2 separate regions of the Mus musculus genome follow, and region 1 is linked to region 2. A link is a contact called in public HiChIP or PLAC-seq data. All regions are on one chromosome and are shown on one strand. Each heading gives the region's core, a stretch centred on a gene start, on an enhancer-like site or on the middle of the called end of the contact. The rest is flanking DNA. Distances are from core to core; before and after follow the strand shown.

Region 1 (3,335 bases), core at 647-3,146, 190 kb after region 2:
AGTAATGCTGTGTAGAGGAAGAAGGAGGTGGAGACACACTGGCCCAAGTCCCAGGAGGCAGCACAGGCAGTGACAAGGGCCCAGCTGAGGGTTCTTTTTTTTTTTTTTTACCATGCCCTACTTTAGTCTTTTTTTTTTTTTTAAAGATGTATTTATTTATTATATGTAAGTACACTGTAGCTGTCTTTAGACACTCCAGAAGAGGGAGTCAGATCTCGTTACAGATGGTTGTGAGCCACCATGTGGTTGCTGGGATTTGAACTCCGGACCTTCGGAAGAGCAGTCGGGTGCTCTTACCCACTGAGCCATCTCACCAGCCCCCAGCTGAGGGTTCTTTTATGCTATCTCTGAAAACTGCATGGACCTTGCGCCTCATCAGAGTGCTTGGGAAGTGGCCAGGGAAGTGAGAGAAAACAACTGGATCTTGGGTTCAGGTTCAGCTGCTCTAGGTTGTCTGGGCTCAACTGCTGCAGAGCTGTCCAGGGGATTCTGTCTGCCCTTACTGAGTGACTGACTACACATATGTCTATGTATGTCTGTGCAGCACATGTATGTCTGGTGCCCACAGAGGTCAGAAGAGGCTGTCAGATCCCCTGGCGTTTGAGTTAAGGATGATTGTGAACCAGTAGGTGGGTGCTGGAACAGAACCCAGGTCCTCTGCAACAAGTGGTCCTAACCTTTGAGTCATGGCTCCAGCCTCTGCACACAGGGTTTCTATGGGTCATGGATATTCTCTTATCACTGTCCCAGCTTCCCCTGCCCAGGTCTGGAGGACTCTCCACTATGGGTCTCACACTGCCGCCACTTTGTGTCCTTACTTTCTTTTGTATTACTTTATCAACTTCCACTTGTCCTCCCTGTTCCAGCCAAGCTGCCGTTAGGGTCAGGGTCAGTGGGACACCAAAGTACAAGTGACAATGACATTTTTGCTGTTGTCTTAGCATGCCTACCACTCCCTCCTCCATTCTCCTCCTCCTTTTTCTTCTTCTTCTTTTGTTTTTGGAGACAGGGTTTCATTTTTTTCTTTTTCTTTTTGGTTTTTCAAGACAGGGGTTTCTCTGTTTAGCCCTGGTTGTCCTGGAACTCACTCTGTAGACCAGGCTAGCCTCGAACTCAGAAACCTCTGCCTCCCAAGTGCTGGGATTAACGCTACCACTGCCCGGTGAGTGGTCTTGTCTTGTGATGTTGGCTAGGTGATGAAGAAGACAAGCAAGAAAAGGACAAAGAGCTCTCTAAAGAAGATACGGCTGATTCCGAAGAAAACCAAGAAGGGCAGGAAATATGGAAAGTGTGTGCAGGTGAGCACATACGAACAGAGTATGGATCAGGGGTGGTGGTGCACACCTTTAATCCCAGCACTCAGGAGGCAAGGGCAGGCAGATCTCCAAGTTTGAGGCCGGCTTGGTCTACAAAGTGAGTTCCAGTACAGCCAGGGCTACACAGACAAACCTTGTCTTGAATCAACAACAATCCTCCCTGTCTTCCACCCCTCACACCCCAAACACACACACAAAAGAACAGACTGTGTGTGTGTCCCAAGATGGAAGCAGGCAGGAGAGAGCTGATATAAGGCAGAAACTGAGGAAGGATCTGAAGCAAGGAGGGGCTAGAGAGAAGGTTAGACATAAAGACCTAAAAGACTTGAGGAGACAGAATAAACAGCTATGTCTGTCAGGTCCTGCCAGGGCCCAGAGGCACAGCCCGTATCCTCGGAGGTCCTTCATATGGATCAGAAGGCCGGCAGGGATGTTGGCCTTACCTTGCTAAGGAGGATGCTGATCTTGTTCCCATTTGCATTGCATCTCAGAGAAGTGATGCTCCCCACATCAGGGACCAGCTGGGCCAGGTTCTTGCAGCTGCAGTGCACTTTTGCTTCCCTGTGTGAGGACAGGAGGAGGAAGAATGACATCAGCGTCCTCTTGGCACCTTCCTGCTGGTCACAGAAATGAGCTTCTCTGACTGCTGAGACCCTGGACTGTAGAGTGTTCTGTTCAGCTCACCTCTTCTCACCTGTGTACTTAACCCCCTAGTCCAGGGAAAAGGAGGTTCATCTTAGAACCAATAAAAGGTCTCTTCTAATTTACAAAAAAAAAAAAAAGGTGTCATGTGAGATAAGACATTGTTCCAATTTCCTGTCTACTAAATTGCCCCATAACTTAAAAAATGAAACAGCATTTAATACTTGAGTGTGGAAGGAAACTGTACCTTCTGGAAAGATCAAAACTTTTAAAATGAGCTAAATCTGTCCCTGCAACCAGGAAAGTCCCACAGACGTCCAGGAAGCAGGGGCTCCCCTCGGTCTCAGAGAATAGCAGAAGTTGTTTGACAGTCCCCTGGGGAAAGAAGAACAAGTTAGCCATGCTCGTCTGTGGTGCAGTGCCCCCTTTCTCTCCGGAACAACATTCACGCGAACAGTAGTGATTGCTGAGGGGCTGGCATGCATTAGACCAGGGCTGGATCCATAGGAAGACAGGTCTCCCTTCTGCACAGTCTCGGTGACATAGGCCTCGGGGCAAGGATCAAAGATGCACAGGTCCCTCAGCTAAGAAGTGCTCTGTGGTCACACACACATGGCGGACTGTAGCAAGGTACACAGATGGCGACCTCCGTCCCTGTGAGTTGGTCTAGGTGGGCAATGATATTCTTCATGTGGCTGATGTTAGGTGCATGGCCTTCTGGGTAGTGAGATGGGAGAGTACCTCTGCCAGGATGGTTGTCACATCCTGGACATATGCCACTCGTGGAAGACAATCCACACTTATAACACAGTCATATGTCCTGTATTTTACATCTCAATAAAATGCCTAAGGAATTAATGTCTCTTCTAGGGGCTTAAAAATGAGGTGAACCAGGAAGAAGCCAGCTATCGGAGAGCCCAGAAAAGGAGAGAACACGCACTGAGCAGTTAAATGACTCTGTATCTGGATCTTTGAGTCTGGTAGTCAGCAATGAGCGGTGGAGCGTTGTACTGAGGGTGGGCAGATGGAGCAGAAGCAGTATGGGTACATTACTGCAGGGAAGAAGGCAGTCTCCAGGTCAAGCTTACCTATACCTGTTCTGTTTCCACAGCTTCCACTTCTCAGCTACCACACACACTTAGCCGGGACTCAGGATGTGGGAGGAGCCTACTTCTCTCTCCCCCTCACTGTCAGAAGCGGCCCTCCAGCCTTTCCTGATTAAACCTCCCAGGCTTTTCCCATCCTCCACCAACTCCCTGACATTCTCACTACACAACCACACAAGTTCTATTCTTTTTATTACATAATATTTTTAGTGATTATTTGGGAATTTCACATCACGCACCCCAATCACGCTCACTTCCCATTCTCCCCAGC
Region 2 (3,375 bases), core at 467-2,966:
TAGCCAAGTACCCCTGTTCAGCCTGCAACACCTCCTCCGGGCCACGGCAAGCTGCGTACTTATCCAGGAGCTCCCGGTTCAGGTCCAGGAAGCCCTTGCCCCACTTAAACTTCCGAAGCAAAATGACAGCAAGGTCTGAAAAGCCTAGTGGAACAAAAACCAAAGATATGCCTGGGACACCTATAGAGAGCACAACTGCATGACCCTGCCTGCTATCTCAGGAAGCTGTCACCTCCTCTACAGTTCCCAAGGTTCCTCTCATTTGCTGAGAAACAGTCCTATTATCCTAGTCTCTGTGTCTTACGGGGTAGCCATTGGGCCCACACACCATCCAGGGAAGGCAGTGGTCCATTTTGCCTCTACCTCTGCTTCATAAGGTTAAGACTGTATGTGGGCACTGAGACTGAAGACAAAGGCTGTTTTCTAATGGCTCCCAATATATTCTCCTCACATCCCACCCCCTTGCTCAGACTCTGCCAGAAGAAACCCCAGTCTCCAGGTGAGGGAGGAGGAGGGGGCAAGCAGTCAGCCTCCAGACTGCCATTGCCAGGCTTCTGTCAGACCCAAAACTCACCTACGATGCAGAAGGCAGCAGCGAAAGCTTCCACACAGGAAAGTTTGCAGGGCCGGCCATAGTTTACAGGGTTGGCAGCTACGAGGTAAGGCAGGAGCCGCAAGTGGCTCCCTCGCATCTTCTGAAAGGGTGTGTCGTCCAGTTTGGCCCAGGAGCAGTCTATGACTGCGACCCCTGACTGTGCCACCAGCTGTCTGTCAGAGAGTGTAGGGTAGGTTCTAGGGCCCCAAATAAGGCACATCCTTGGAGACTGGCTTCACTACAGATGAGAGATCACTCTGCTATTTCGAAGTTATGGTTTATTGCAATAGTAGAAAGAACCCTTCAGGAAGCAGTTGAGGGTAGCTGGACAGTGTTTACTTTACACAACAAATGTTTCTCCTAGGCTTTCTACACTATAGCCCTGCTCTATGAAAAGGGTCAAATTAAATACAACTCTGCTCATATGAAAGATGTGGACATCCAAGACCAATAAGCAAGGCTTGAAGAAAATGATACTCCTGATACAGGGCAGTTTAACAAAGACAAGATGGTGGGAAGGGCATTCCAACCCCTCTCCGACCCCTCCCCGATCCCCAGGCCTCTGGTGTCTACCTGTCTGCCGGAGACACGTACTCAGTGCCTACTGGGCTGAGCACCAGACCGCCAAACCTTTGGCTCAGGCGCAGGCAGCGCACCAGACCCAGACGGGCCAGTTTGCGGCCCGTGCAGCGCTTGGGGTCGCAGTGACCAAGCTCCCACATAGCCAAGGCACAAGGCAGCGCCGCAGGGCCCGGGCCGCCCTGGTCCTCGGCCTCCTCGGGCTGCACGGATGCTACAAGGAGAGAGAGAAGGCCGGGTCCTCAGCGCCTGCTCCCAGGCCCGACCCGCTGCTCCGACTGCTCCAAACTCACCACGCAGCGCAGCGCCCACCTCTTCAGCGAAAGCATCCAGAGAGCGGCCAGAGGGTCGCCGAACACGACCGCTCTCTTTCCTGGATCCGCGAGCAACTTTCTTGCGGCCCATAATGTTAGATGAAATCCGAGATGAAATCCTCAGCTCCAGCGTTTGTTCAAGAGCGTGCGCGCGTGCGCGCTCGCACAGCTTCCGGTTTTGAGGGGAGTCAGTTCCGGCTGTCACTCACGTGACCGTGAGACCCTAGGAGCAATGGCGGGGCGGCTGGCTGGCTTCCTGATGTTGCTGGGGCTCGCGTCGCAGGGTCAGTGGCTCCGCGCACATAGCCCCCCGCGCGCTGGCGTCGCTCGCGCCTCCGCTCCCTACTCACCACCTCTCTCCCCGCTCCGCAGGGCCCGCGCCGGCATGTGCCGGGAAGATGAAGGTGGTGGAGGAGCCTAACACATTCGGGTGAGCGGATCACGGTCCTGCGGCTTGGGGACCGAGCCTGGCTGGCTCTTCTGACCTTCTCTGTTCCATAGGCTGAATAACCCGTTCTTGCCCCAGGCAAGCCGCCTTCAGCCCAAGAGAGAGCCTTCAGCTGTATCCGGTGAGCGCGGGAGGGTGCGGAGCTGGCCGAGGTGCTGACTGAGGGGGCCGAAAAAAGCTCTCGGTTAGGGAGGGAAGGGTGCCTTGGATGAAGGACTCATAATGTACTCGCTGAAGGGTTACGAATTCGTTTGTCAAACTTGAGTGTTTTAAATGCTCTGAAGTATATACTGGAACTGCAATCCCCTCTCGCTCCCAGGGTTGGCGATTACCTAGGGCTAAGCAAGCAAGCGCTCAAGGCTTGGGTCACATCCCTAACTTTTGTGGGGTTTTTGTTTTGTTTCGTTTTGTTTTTCGGGACAGGGTTCCTCTGTATAGCCCTGGAACTCTTTGTAGACCAGGCTGGCCCGGAACTCAGAAATCCGCCTGCCTCTGCCTCCCAAGTGCTGGGATTAAAGGCGTGTGCCACCCCCGGCTACTTTTGTGTTTTTAAGGTAAGAGTCTTTCAAAGTCTTTTATAGTAGACTCAAGCTGGCCTCCAACTTGTGGTATTAAAGCCTCTACTTTCCACAGGTGCTTAGACCAATTAGAAGCTCTAGGGATGTTGGGTATGAAGACTCAACACTCCAGGTGTATCTAGCCCTTTCTAGGTCTTACGGAGTGGAGAGGGCACCAGCACAGGAAATTTGGGACTAAGATCCTAGGAGGACTGAAAGACAAGCTGTTGGAGGTGGCTCAGGGCTGGCCAGCATAAAAGAACCTTGGCAACCCAGACACTATTGCATATGCCAGAAAGATCTTGCTGAAGGGACCCTGTTATAGCTGTCTCGTATGAGGCTATGCCAGTGCCTGGCAAATACAGAAGTGGATGCTCACAAGTCATCTATAAGATGGAACACAGGGCCCCCAATGGAGAAGCTAGAGAAAGCACCCAAGGAGCTGAAGGGGTCTGCAACCCTATAGGTGGAACAACAATATGAACTAACCAGTACCCCCAGAGCTCATATCTCTAGCTGCATATGTAGCAGAAGATGGCCTAGTTGGCCATCACTGGGAAGAGAGGCCCCTTGGTATTGCAAATTTTATATGCCCCAGTACAGGGGAATGCCAGGGCCAAGAAGCAGGAGTGGGTGGGTAGGGGAGCAGGGTGGAGGGAGGGTATAGGGAACTTTCGGGATAGCATTTGAAATATATATTTATTTATATATATATATTTATATTATATATAAATAAATATATAATATAAATATATATAAATATATATAATAATAAATTTATTTAATATTTATTTATATTGTATATAAATAAAGTATCTAATAAAAATAAATAAATAAATAAGTAGATACATGATAAAGATTCCAAAAAAAAAAAAAAAAACG

Evidence for each region. HiChIP or PLAC-seq counts read pairs in DNA pulled down with a chosen protein or histone mark.
Region 1: an H3K4me3 HiChIP or PLAC-seq map of bone marrow-derived macrophages shows a contact between it and region 2, with 2.8 times the contacts expected there. The contact joins the enhancer-like site here to the promoter of Gnptg in region 2. A contact is called at or near these places in 3 of 39 promoter capture datasets (the 3T3-L1 cell line and hippocampal neurons), 1 of 484 Hi-C or Micro-C datasets (nephron progenitors), 2 of 115 datasets of contacts at active chromatin or transcription factors (bone marrow-derived macrophages and fetal liver) and 1 of 9 other capture datasets (pancreatic islet).

The regions. Positions count from the first base shown.
Region 1 is chr17:25,044,047-25,047,381 of GRCm38.p6, reverse strand. It overlaps Ift140 (intraflagellar transport 140), which reads right to left. Exons shown (of 30, transcript NM_134126.3): 13 at 2,206-2,333; 14 at 1,760-1,877. Among named protein-coding and RNA genes, the nearest start is that of Ift140, 30 kb to the right of the region's middle. Within about 2 kb of position 1,896, at least 42 of the 459 cell types and tissues checked have an H3K27ac peak or open chromatin away from gene starts, as enhancers often do. A contact at or near this core is called in bone marrow-derived macrophages, where this site is marked.
Region 2 is chr17:25,238,457-25,241,831 of GRCm38.p6, reverse strand. It overlaps Gnptg (N-acetylglucosamine-1-phosphotransferase, gamma subunit), which reads left to right and starts at 1,716. Exons shown (of 11, transcript NM_172529.3): 1 at 1,716-1,772; 2 at 1,861-1,918; 3 at 1,990-2,057. The coding sequence starts at 1,721. It overlaps Tsr3 (TSR3 20S rRNA accumulation), which reads right to left and starts at 1,662. Exons shown (of 6, transcript NM_026676.3): 1 at 1,468-1,662; 2 at 1,169-1,388; 3 at 575-768; 4 at 1-144. The coding sequence starts at 1,579.